Linked DNA regions of Pan troglodytes: region 2 is linked to region 1. The links are chromatin contacts, called in public Hi-C maps. All regions are on one chromosome and are shown on one strand. The core of a region is the stretch at or near the end of the contact, and the rest is flanking DNA. Distances in the headings are between cores, read along the strand shown. Region 1 overlaps TMEM132B (transmembrane protein 132B). Region 2 overlaps TMEM132B (transmembrane protein 132B).

What was found. Hi-C and Micro-C count contacts between places; a contact is called where the count stands out from the background.
Region 2: a contact with region 1 is called in a Hi-C map of stem cell-derived neural progenitor cells, with 2.6 times the contacts expected there. The contact joins two enhancer-like sites. A contact is called at or near these places in 3 of 7 Hi-C or Micro-C datasets (induced pluripotent stem cells and stem cell-derived neural progenitor cells) and 1 of 1 datasets of contacts at active chromatin or transcription factors (stem cell-derived excitatory neurons).

What each region holds. Positions count from the first base shown.
Region 1 is chr10:132,023,009-132,029,393 of NHGRI_mPanTro3-v2.0_pri, reverse strand. The region is part of intron 2 of TMEM132B (transmembrane protein 132B); the gene reads right to left. Among named protein-coding and RNA genes, the nearest start is that of TMEM132B, 44 kb to the right of the region's middle. Within about 2 kb of position 1,478, at least 9 of the 24 cell types and tissues checked have an H3K27ac peak or open chromatin away from gene starts, as enhancers often do. A contact at or near this core is called in stem cell-derived neural progenitor cells, where this site is marked.
Region 2 is chr10:132,159,118-132,165,387 of NHGRI_mPanTro3-v2.0_pri, reverse strand. The region is part of intron 2 of TMEM132B (transmembrane protein 132B); the gene reads right to left. Among named protein-coding and RNA genes, the nearest start is that of TMEM132B, 180 kb to the right of the region's middle. Within about 2 kb of position 1,782, at least 14 of the 24 cell types and tissues checked have an H3K27ac peak or open chromatin away from gene starts, as enhancers often do. A contact at or near this core is called in stem cell-derived neural progenitor cells, where this site is marked.

The DNA.
Region 1 (6,385 bases), core at 229-2,728:
CCTGCTGTTCCCTCTGCCTGGAACACTCTTCCCAAGATAGCCACCTGGCCTCCTCCCTTACCCCTTTAGGTCTTTGTTCAGATGCCACCTTCCTGACTCTGCTGTATAAAACTGCAAACCTGGCCGGGCGCGGTGGCTCACGTCTGTAATACAGCAATTTGGGAGGCCAAGGTGGGTGGATTGCCTGAGGTCAGGAGTTCAAGACCAGCCTGGGCAAACACAGTGAAACCCCGTCTCTACTAAAAATACAAAAATTAGCCAGCCATGGTGGTGAGAGCCTGTAATCACTGCTACTTGGGAGGCTGAGGCAGGAGAATCACTTGAACCCGGGAGGCAGAGGTTGCAGTGAGCCAAGATCACTCCACTGCACTCCAGCCTGGGCAACAAGAGTAAAACTCCATCTCAAAAAAAAAAAAAAAAAAAAAAAACCCGCAAACCCTCCTTCCTCCCCAGCCCTCCATCTCTGCTCGCCCACTCCATTTCCCCACAGCACAGACCACCAGGTAATGAACAGTGTGTTTAGTTATTTATTGTGTTCAGTATCCGTCTCTCTCCACCTTAATGCTAACCACAAAGACAGGGTTTTTTGCCTGTCTTTTTCCTGCTGATATCCCCAGCACCACGGACAGGGGCTGGCACAGTGCAGGTGCACAATAAAAATGTCTCGGAGAAGACAAAGGCAGGAAGGCAGGGAGGATGCAAATTGGAGGGAGTCTCCAGGAACAAGGCCGGCCACAGCGAGTTCAGAGCCCATTTTACAGAAAGGGAAACTGAGTCTCAGGTCAAGAGGCGAGGCCAACACTGCCCAGAATTCCCGATTTCTTGAGAAAAACCAGAAACCTGTATAGTAATATTGACAGCTCCCAATTTTTAAATGTTGGCAACTAATAAGAAAAGTCTGCAGGCCAGATATGGCCCAGAGGCAGCCAGCAGCCCTCCACCAGCCTGGAAAAGTTCTGATTCGCTGCTGCTTAGAGACAAGTTTTCTAGCAAAATAACATTTTCCATCTACACCACGCCTCCCCCTTCCCTTCCCTTGCCCAACCTACAGACTCGCAAAAAACAGGTTCCCCTCCCACCCGGCCCTCCCACCTCTGCCATCTCTCTGCCCAGGTGTCCCCCAACCCCACTGACCTGGCCCCCTCTGCTCGTCAGGAATGCTAGCAGCCTGCAGCAGCAGATGGCACAACTACAGAAAGGAAAAATACCAAGCCAAAGACATAAATACGTCGGCAGAGTACACAACACGGAGAGGACCCAGCAAACAAAGAGCCGCAGACTCCGGGAGCCAGGAGATGAGGTGCTGCCAGCCCCACTTCCAGAGTTCCAAAAACAAAGCCAAGACCCCTTGGAAGGCCCGGGGGAGTCACCCCAGGAGTGCCGGCTGCAGCCACGGCAGTATTTTCATGTGTCCATTTGCTGTGATGTGTTGAGAGCCCCGGCAGGAGGCATTCAGGACACAAAGCAGACATCTGAGGCATGATTTACTGAGTCACCCCTCCCGGGCACTGCATCCCGGACTCGGAGGCGTGGCCACAATGAGTAAGAGCCCCCCCCTCCCCAACGGGTTAATTCAGACCAGGCTCGGAGCACCGAGCAACTCTATCACCCTCAGTAATAAAATACAGCAAATCAAATTGGACTGTATTGATTTTTTATGTAACTATTTTAGGGCCGAAGCATAAGGAGAGGGTATTGATCAGTTAAGAGTCAAGGTGTCAGGAAAGGGAGACAGGAGCACCCTGGCTGCAGAACCAGCTGATTTAGCCAAGGGAAGGCACTGGAATTCAACTCCAAAGAACCCAGGCTTCTTTCTCTCCTGCCCCCAGCCGGCAGAGAATGGGCATTGAGAGTCCATTCTGCCCTGAATGGGAAGATGGAAAGCCATGCAGCTGGTGGAGCAGGAAAGCGATGACCAGCTCCTCTGAGCTCCTCTGCTTCATTTCTCTCCCCATGGCACTTGACATTGAAGTTCAGATTTCTTTGTCCACTGCTTTACTGTTGTCTTGCTCTGCAAGAATGACAGAGTGTGGGATTTGTCTCTTTTGTTCCCTGCTGTGTCCCAAGTGCTTAGCCCCGATTTATACCTCTGTTCAATGAATGAATGAATGAGCTGGTTGCCATTTCTTGAGCACTTGCTGTGTGCCAGGCACTCTGCAAAGAACCGTGCAAGGATTCACATGCCTTCTGCCTGGAACCCCCTTCTCTCAGTTGGCTCTTTCTGGTCATTAAGGTCTCAAATTAGAAAACTGCCACCTCCTCTAAGAAGTCTTCCTGGATCGCACAGTCACTCTTCATCATATCGCCTTGCATTGACCATGAAAAACACAAATTAATGTCTGGGATTTTCCTGTGGCTGTATTTATGAGCTTCTTATTTGTCTCCTCATCATCACCCAACCTGCCCTAGAACACAAGCCCTGGAGATCACAGGCACCCAGGCCTGAGGGCAGGGAAATTGAGGCAAAACTCCAGGACAAGAAGGCACCATCGGGGCAGAAGTCATGAGCTCTGGGGAGGAGACCCTACCCTGCCATTCATGGATTGACTTATCTTGAGTCAGTCCCTAGGTTCCTCTGAGCCTCAGTGTCCCCATCTGAGGACACATCCTACCCCTCACTCAACAGTTGCCCAAGAATCCCATGAAATCCTGAAGTGAGAAACCACTTGGCAGACGGCTGATGGTTCATGATTCTTCTCTTTGCAGCTGTGATGGTTGCAGCATGTGTCCCCAGTCAGCCCTTCCTTTCTTGCCTCCTTTCCTGTCCTGGGACTCATGCCCTGTGCTAACAGCCTCAGGGCTGTTAGGCTGTTGTTGTTAGCACAACAATGGCATCAGCACGCCGTTGTTGTTTACAAACCTCTTTCTTGCTGAACCACCCAGCCTTGTAATGAGAACAGCCAGGGAGAATTTCGGCGCCCATTTTACAGATGGGAAAACTGAGTCTCACAGAGGCCAAGGGGCTAAACCAGTATTCCAAGATCTCCCAATTTATTGAGCAAAGACAGAAACTGGATTGTGACACTGACATCTCTGAATTTGTAAATCCTGGTGACTAACAAGAGAAGTTTGCAGCCATCCGCCTTCCAGGGGCCTTCCACATCTGCTGTTTCCACAAACGCCAAGTCCCTCCTGCCGAAGCAGGCCGGGGCTGCCGAATGAGGAGGTGGACTTTAGAAGGGACAGGTTTCAGCCAGGCATGGTGGCTCAACACCTATAATCCCAGCACTTTGAGAGGCCAAGGCAAGAGAATGTCTTGAGCCTGGGAGTCTGAGGCTGCAGTGTGCTATGACTGAGCCAATGCACTCCAGCCTGGAAACAGAGCAAGACCTCATTTCTAAAATAAATGGGGGTTGGGGGAGGGGCAAAATTCTCCAAACTCTGTTTCTCACAAAAAACCCAACTCTCCCCTTGACTCAAGACACATCCCTTAATCCCTTGGGTGCAAATCAGCCTCAAAATCCAATAAATTGCACCAAAACTTCAGTGCCCGTGAACTGAATGTAGTAGCTAAGAGAACCAACTCTGGGACAGACACACCAGGGTTCACACTTGCACCCCATCACTTATCGGCTGTGTGACTTTGCAAACCTCACATTGCCTCTCTGGGCCTCAGTTTGCGTATCTGTAAAATGGGACAAACAGAAGTCCCTACCCCATTAGGGTTGTTGAAGAATCCGTGAAATAAAATCTAACGAAGGGCTAAGAACACACAGTGTGCCCTACAGCAGGGTTAGTTATTGTGTTACTACTAATTCTGAGGTTCATGATTCTTCTCTTTGCAGCTGTGATAGCTGCAGCACGTGTCCCCAATCAGCCCTTCCTTTCTTGCCTCCTTTCCTATCCTGGGACTCATGCCCTGTGCTAACAGCTTCACGCATCAGCACACCATTGTTATTTACGAACCTCTTTCTTGCTGAAGTCCCCAGCCTTGTAATGAGAACAGCCAGGGAGAATTTTGGGGCCCATTTTACAGATGGGAAAACTGAGTCTCACAGTGGCCAAGGGGATAAACCAGTATTCCAGTGCATGAGACCAAAATTCGGCCTGCCAAAGTCTTGCCCTTCAACATAGCCATCTAATCACTCAGGGGCACAGAATTTGAAAGGACTCCCAGTTGCCTACAGAGTTGACTCTGATGTGTTTGATTTCTACGGCTCTAAGCCTTAGTTTGCGTTAATACATTTATTTGTTGCAAAGAGAGAGGGAACAGAAAGGAAGTGAAAGACTCGGCAAAGGCTAGCACATCAAAGGAGCTTAACGACTACCCACCACCTGGGAGTATAAGCCTGGCTGGTTCAGAGGCCGGGCCACACCATTCCGCACAAGGCTAGAGAGTGAAATTTGGTTGCGTGAGGTGCTGGGTAAGACACAGACCAGTGCCTGGGCTGGGATCCTAATCCTGTGTGACCTCAGCCAAGTTACTTAGCATCTCTGGACCTCCAGATCCTCCCTTGTAAACTAGGAATAATGAGAGTGTCCACTTGCCAGAGTGGTGAGCATCCCATCAAGTTCATGCAGGGAAAGGCCTGGATGGTGCCTGCAGCACAGGAAGAAGCACCTGCTTTCATCACCACCCCTTCCCCATCACCATCACCATCACCACCACCACCCCTTCCCCATCACCATCACCACCCCTTCCCCGTCACTGTCACCATCACCACCACCACCCCTTCCCCTTCACCATCGCCACCCCTTCCCCATCACCATCACCACCCCTTCCCCATCACCACCACCACCCCTTCCCTGTCACCATCACCACCCCTTCCCCGTCACTCTCACCATCACCACCACCACCCCTTCGCCGTCACCATTGCCACCCCTTCCCCATCACCATCACCACCCCTTCCCCATCACCACCACCACCCCTTCCCTATCACCATCACCATCACCACCACCACCCCTTCCCCATCACCATCACCACCCCTTCCCCATCACCATCACCACCACCACCCCTTCCCCATCACCACCCCTTCCCCATCACCATCACCATCCCTTCCCTATCACCATCACCATCACCACCACCACCCCTTCCCCATCACCATCACCACCCCTTCCCCATCACCACCCTTCCCCATCACCATCACCACCCCTTCCCCATCACCATCACCACCCCTTCCCATCAACATCACCACCCCTTCCCATCACCACCCTTCCCCATCACCATCACCACCCCTTCCCATCACCATCACCACCCCTTCCCATCACCACCCCTCCCCATCACCATCACCACCCCTTCCCATCACCATCACCACCCCTTCCCCATCACCATCACCACTCCTTCCCCATCACCATCACCACCCCTTCCCCATCACCATCACTATCACCATCACCACCCCTTCCCCATCATCACCGTCATCACCCCTTCCCTATCACCATCACTATCACCATCACCACCCCTTCCCCATCACCATCACCACCCCTTCCCCATCACCATCACCACCCCTTCCCCATCACCATCACTATCACCATCACCACCCCTTCCCCATCATCACCGTCATCACCCCTTCCCTATCACCATCACTATCACCATCACCACCCCTTCCCCATCACCATCACCACCCCTTCCCCATCACCATCACCACCCATTCCCCATCACCATCACCATCACCATCACTATCACCATCACCACCCCTTCCCCATCATCACCATCATCACCCCTTCCCTATCACCATCACTATCACCATCACCATCACCACCCCTTCCCATCACCATCACCACCCCTTCCCATCACCACCCCTTTCCCATCCCCATCACCACCCCTTCCCATCACCATCACCACCCCTTCCCACCACCACCCCTTTCCCATCCCCATCACCACCCCTTCCCATCCCCATCACCACCCCTTCCCATCACCACCCCTTTCCCATCCCCATCACCACCCCTTCCCCATCACCATCACCACGCCTTTCCCATCCCCATCACCACCCCTTTCCCATCACCATCACCACTAAGACTTGCTCTCTAACTTTCGGATTTGACACTGGCTGTCTTGGCCAGGCCAGGCGGCTGTCATTCTCATGACCTTGGGATCCCTGTATGGAGTCACAGTTCCCTAAAGGACTGTATGGTAGAACTCCTCTACCAGAAGAGCTCCCAGGTACAGGGTTAGAAAGTCGTAGGTGAGGAGTTAAGGAGAGGGGAGCCCAGGCCTCCAATTCACTGTGTGACCCTGAACAGGCGGTCCCTGTGCCCAAGTCTCCTTCCCATCTGCCGGGGGCTGCTGAAGGAGGGGCTCTGAGGCGCCCTCTTGCTCTAGAAGTCAACCCACCTACTCTGCTGAAGAGTTGGCAGCACCCCCGTCACCCACGGTACCAGGGTGCCTCCATCTCGCCACAGTGATTGCTGAATCCCATGGCTTCAGGGGAAACGGACCCCCTCCATC
Region 2 (6,270 bases), core at 533-3,032, 140 kb before region 1:
TATGTATTGTTCACTTGCCTGCTACAAGAGGTGCCAGATCTCAGAGGAAGAAGAGATGAATAATTGGCTGGCAGTTATCACAAGCTTATCAGTAGCATCCAATACATAAAATAATAATAATAATAGTCATTGCTAGGAATTTGTCACATATCTACTGAGTGCCAGTCACTGTTCTAACTACATTAACATGTATAAACATACTAAGTAACATGTTCTGATACATGGATTAACAAGTTTTAAATGTATTAACATGTATTATTAGCTCTTTAGACATTTATTCTTTACACAATCCTATGAGCTAGAGTATTATTTTCATATGGTATATTAATACTATTATATAATTATTACCTAAATAAATTTGGGCAGGGCTCAGCGGCTCACGTCTGTAATCCCAGCACTTTGGGATGGCTTGAGGTCAGGAGTTAAAGAGAAGCCTGGGCAACAAGTGAGACCTCAGCTCTACAAAAAAAATGTAAATAAAAAATAACCAGGCAAGACAGCAAGTGTCTGTAGTCCCAGCTACTTGGGAGGCTAAGGTGGGAGGATCGTTAGAGCCCGGGAGGTCAAGGCTGCAGTGAGCTGAGATTACGCCACTACACTCCAGCCTGGGCGACAGAGCAACACCGCATCTCCAAATGTATCAAATAAATAACTTGTAATAATATAGCCATTTTATAGATTCAAAAATGAAGGCACAGAGAGGTCAAAAAACTTGCCTAAGGTCACACAGCCAGTAAGGGGTGCAGCCAAGAGTGGGCCCCAGAGTGTGGGCTTAACCCCTGCTCTGCCGGGTCCTGGCATCTGTACGGCTCCTGCTCCTCTTCCTCAGCTTGGGGAAGAGACTCAGCTTCTTCCTGGTGAGCCACATGTGAGCTGGTTCCAGATTTCACCCGGAGTAAAGGGCTCATGTGCTGCTTTTAACCACAGTGCGACCTCGAAACCCGTGGACTAAAAGCCACGGAGAACTCGGGAAAGAAACAGCACCTCCCCTTCACACAGACCCCAGGGCTCCGCCGTGGACCCCACCCTGGGTAAAAACCCTTAACAGCAGCCTTGGGAATCTTGGTGCGGAGGAAAAATACAAAGCCTCAGTCCCCTTTTCCTGGAATGCAATTCAGAGCTTGTCCTGTGTCGCTCAGAGTCAGCGGAGGACGAAGCGGAATCCTGGGGCAGCAACGCGGAGGAGGGGACCGACCCAGGAGCCCGGACTGAGCCCACCCGGGCCAGGCCCTCCCCGGCGCTGTCCCCGCCCCGCTCCCCGTCCGGCTCCCTCCTCCGCAGACCCCGGGCCTCGCGGGCAACACCGCCACCCAGTGGCCGCCGCCGCCAGCGCTGCACGAGGAGCCGGTGGTGCATCCGTCCCCTCTTCCAGAGATGAAACCCCGATTTGGGCGGTTTAGGGCAATCTGGGGACTTTCACCAAGGCCCACTGCTGCTTTCCAACAGAAACCCCTTAAACAAAGCGCGACTACTCTATGGGACCAGATTCTTTGTTTGCAAATCACACAAACCCAAACCAGGATAGGCTTAGGGGAGAAAGGGAGTCACTGTCCCCAAACCATCAGCCTGGACAGAGGAGACCACAAGTGGCAGCCAGCACCCCGTGGGTTCTCTGTGCTCCGGAAGAACATGAAATTCTATTTGGAAGCGGGGACGCACCCACACCACACGCATCCCGTGACCCGGAGAAACACCTGGGTTTTCCATCAGTCCAGCGTGACACAGATCGTCGGACCACAGCGACGGCCGCCGAACAATGGCCACAGGCTGCCAGCAGGGCTACTGCATTGAAACCCTCTCTCCCCTTCCCTTTGTCCACTTCCATCACCCTGAGAAATCACAAAGTGGAGAACTGATTTTTGCCTGTATCTGTCGCATTCCTTCCAGTGAAGATCGGGTAGTTTTATGAAAGGGCTTTTTCTTCCCTTTGTGTTCAGAGGTATTCACTCCACGGGGAAAATCTCTCTAGTCCCTGGCCTGAAAGCTGTTCCTGTTGTTTCCTTTCATTGGCCACCTGAATGTCAAGGGGCCGGGGCTGGGGGAACACTTTAAAAGGCCAATCTCAAGAGAGATGAATACGGCCTGTGTCAGTGACAATGAGTGGCTTGGGGACAAAGCCACGACAGCTCTGAGACATCTGTTAGGGAATAGTCCCAGGAAAGTAACCAGCCCATTGTCCCATCTCGTTCCAGCCAAAAGCCACTCAGACCTTATCATCCTCCTCAAGTCAGTGCCTCATAGGACCCCAGACCCAAGGGTGGAGGGAGCTTGGGTTCTAGAGAAGGAGGCTTGGGCTAGAAAGTCAGCCTGCCTCTTGCCTGGCTGGGCTGCCTGCTGAGTGACTCAGCCCTACTTAGCAAGACAAGAATACCATCTGCCTCCTGGGGTTCTGTCACATTCAATGGGATGGATCAGGCACACTCATTTGTCTAAGTCAGCTTGGCCAGCTGTAACAAATCCATCATAGGCTGGGAGGCTTCAACAACAGATATTCATTTCTCACAGGTCTAGAGGCTGGAAGATCAAGATCAAGGCGCCAGCAGATTTGATGTCTGGTGCATGCCTTCTTCCTTATGGACATGCATTCTTGCCGTATCCTCGCATGAGGGAGGAAGCACTGGTACTTCTTTCTCTACTTATAAAAGCACTCATGGGGGCCCCACCCTCGCAACCTCACCTAAATCTAATTACCCCTCGAGGGCTCTACCTCCTGATACCATCACATTGGAGATTAGGGCTTCAGCAAATACATTTGGGGGTGGGGGAGAATGCGAACATTCAGTCCATAACAGTGTTCATTCAGTACCCATTAAGAGCCAGTCCTGTGCCCGGCACTGAAGTTGCAGGGAGGATAGAGCAAAGCAGCCCTGTCCTCACAGAGTTTAGTCTAGTTTGGAGCTGAAGAATGAACAAGCCATTCCAGTAAAGAAAAGCAAGAGTCATGAGGGCACATGTACCGAGGAGAGGCCCCAGTGCAGTCTTGAAGGAGCCAGAGAAAACAGCACCCGTAGTTCATTGAATGGTGCCCCCAAAACACATCCACCTGGAACCTTACTTGGAAATAGGGTCTTTGATGATGTAAGCAGATCATATTGGATAAAGGCAGACTTTAAATCCAATGACTGGTGACCTTAGAAGCAGAAGAGAGAATAGAGACAGGGAAGGTCATGTGAAAATGAAGTGAGAGACTGGAGTGATGGGGCCACAAGCCAAGGAATGCCTGGAGCCACCAGAAGCTGAAGAGGCAGGAAGGATCCTCCCTCCCCTAGAGCCTTCAGAGCAAGTGTGGCTCTGCCAACACCTTGATTTTGGACATCTGCCCTTCAAAAGAGAATAAATGTATGACGGATGCCCCAGGAGACTAACACAGTAGCCGAAGGACACGTGGAATAGCCAGGTCCCAGGTGGGGAAGAAGGCTCCCAGCAGAGGAAACAGCGTGGGCAGAACACAGAACCCTGCTGCAGCTGCAAGGGTCTGGTGGCTGGGCAGGAGTGAGGGCACCGTGCTGGGCTGGAAAGGGAGGAAAGGGCACATCCTTCAGGGCTGGCGGAGGCCACTGCATTGTGTTTGGACTTTATCCCAGGGTAATGGGAAGCCACCTGAGTGACTGAGGTCCCAGGTTCATGGCACCACTTGATATAACACGGTTAAGACATCACTCTGCTATTACGGAGAATGGACTAAAAGCAGGAAAGGCCAAGACAGGGAAATGAATGCGATGGCCCAGCCCCAAGGGCAGGGTGACTTTGTTTTACAAACGGGCCAAACACGGTCCTTGTAGACTGGCCCCAGGTTTACTTCTTCAGAGTAGGCTAGGGCCATCCATTCTCCAAGACCCCCCGGTGCCAAAATCAAAATTTTACACAACCCATTGTTTTAAATGTAGCCCAAAGAAGCAGACTCTTAGCTATGTAGAGCCCGCCTGCTTTATATATCCTGAGAAACTGCACCCAGCATCTGCCAGCCACAGATTTTTTTTAAAAACCTTGGGCTAGAGAAGACCCCAGGCAGCTGCTGCCCCTTGGAGCCCCCTGGCCCAGAGGCACCCAATGGTCCTGCTGTGTGACCTGGACACTTAAGCCCCCTCTCTAGCTCTCCTTTTCCCCAGGAGTTCCTTCTTCCTTCCTGGTTGGCTCGTGGCCCAGGTGATGGCCACAGTCTCTGGAAGTTCTCCTGCTATAGGAGATGTCCCCCGCATGCAACCTGTCAACATACTGCCCAAGTAAAAAAGCTCACTCTTCCTGATCGGGCCTGAAATCCTCAAACTCACTGCAGCCTCTACTGCAGAAAGGGCCACCAGGATGGAGAGGAAATGAAGAGATACTGGTAGGACTTGGACACCAATTAGCTATGATGGGAGGGGAGAGGGTGCTGAGAGAGGGAAGAAAAGACAAAGAGGCATTTTGAGCTTAGTCTTGGGCACAAGGGTGGACCCGTCACTGGGACAAGGGGGGTGGGTATTTGGGAGAAGGTGCTGAGCTCTGCTTGGGACGTATTTAGTCTTTGATATTTGTGGGCCCCCATGTAGAAATGAGTTAGATGCTGATGCTGGAGCTCAGGAGAGACCTGTGAGCTAGAGGGAGATTTGGGTGTCAGCAGAAGAGAGGTGGTGACAGAAGCCATTGGGAAAAGTGGCCCAAAGAGAAACATGCAGAGTGGGAAAAAGAGGAGGGAAAGAGAGCCTTGGTGGAGAGAGGCTTTGGTGGAGAGAGGTTTTGGTGGAAAGGTCTAGCAGGGGGCAAGCCTGCAGAGAAGGCTCAGGGGGCATCCAGGGAGAGAGAGGGAAGGGAGAGCAGGTGCCTGTGTTGTTAGAGAAGGCAGGGAGACCCTGGGGAGATGAGAACGAGGGAGGCATCACTCCCATCAGTGCCTCTGAGCTGCAAAAAAGCCAAGCCTGGAGAAGTGGCCCTGCATGTGGCAATAGCTTTGGCGGCCTCGGTGGACAGTTTCAATAGTAACAGGGTGGCAAGAAGCACAATGAGTGAGCAGGACAAGAGGAAGGGGTGCACGGAGAACAGGCAACTCTTTCAAGAAGTTTGCTGCAAAGGGAGAATCTGAATAGGACATAGGAAAACCTCCCCTTGGGTCTGGTCCCATCCCTGTCCTGGTTGTACCAGGCCATTCCCTTCCTTCCGACCTCCCCCGGTGCAGACAGCAGTGGTGTCCATTCTGGATGCTGCACCAAACATTTCCCATAGAGTCTGGAGCTGAGGTGAGGGCACCAAATCTTCAGCTTTATTCAACACCCCCCAGTTCCTAATTCCCACCTCCCCCCATCAAACAGTGTTAAGCCGATGTTTACCATACAGGTTGCCAGGACAACGGAATGTCAGAGCTCATGTGCTCCATTTTGAGCTCATATCGTCTTCATTGGAAACAGGTCAGCAAGGAGGGCAAGTGGCTTTTTCAACCAAGTCTGGAATACTGACGGGGCTTGTCCAGCCTGAGACCAGTCACTTCGGAACAGAGTAATTCTCCTCCCCAAAAGCAATCAATAGATCACACAATGACTCTTCTGAAGCTCAAAGGCACAGGGACAGGCCAAGTGCCGAGCTCCTCAGAGTTCTTTTCTTATTAAGCATTTGTTGGTCGCCTCTCCAGTGTCTACAGTCTTCTCTCCCTTTGTGGAGAACCTTGATTTGGTCATAACTGGGCATGTGACCTAGTGCCGGCCATTAAGGGGGAGAGAGAGACTCTGGGTTTGTGCAGAGGCTCCCTGGGGTGTCCCCCTCTCCCTGTGAACAGCGTGGTAGGAGGCTGGAGGCCCAAAACCCCCAAATGTCACTGCGCTACATGGGGAGCTCAGAGCTGCAGGGCCCTGGAGTGGGGTCAACACCATGAAAAGCAAACCAGGAAGTCAAAGAAACTCGGTCCTCACACAGTCCAAGCTCTTGGGTCAAGCTACTACATCTGATATGATTGTATAGCCACAGCTCATTCCATGAGACACAAGAGAGAATCCACAGCATCCCATGTGATCCTATGACCTGCAGAGAAAGAAGAACTCTCACTAGAAGCTAGTAAGCCAGAGAGCTCCACCTGAAAAGTTGGAAACAACAACAACGACAACAAAACAAAGTTCTTAGAAACAGACACACACACACACACACACACACACACACACAGGGTGGGAGGCAGGGAAAGAATGCAAGAGGTGAACACCTTCTTAACATAAAAATGAGCCAACTTCAGATCAGAAAAATGGAGGCCCCATGTTTCCAGAGTTCTCCGCAAAAATGTCAAATCTCTGATCAATAACTTTCAAATGC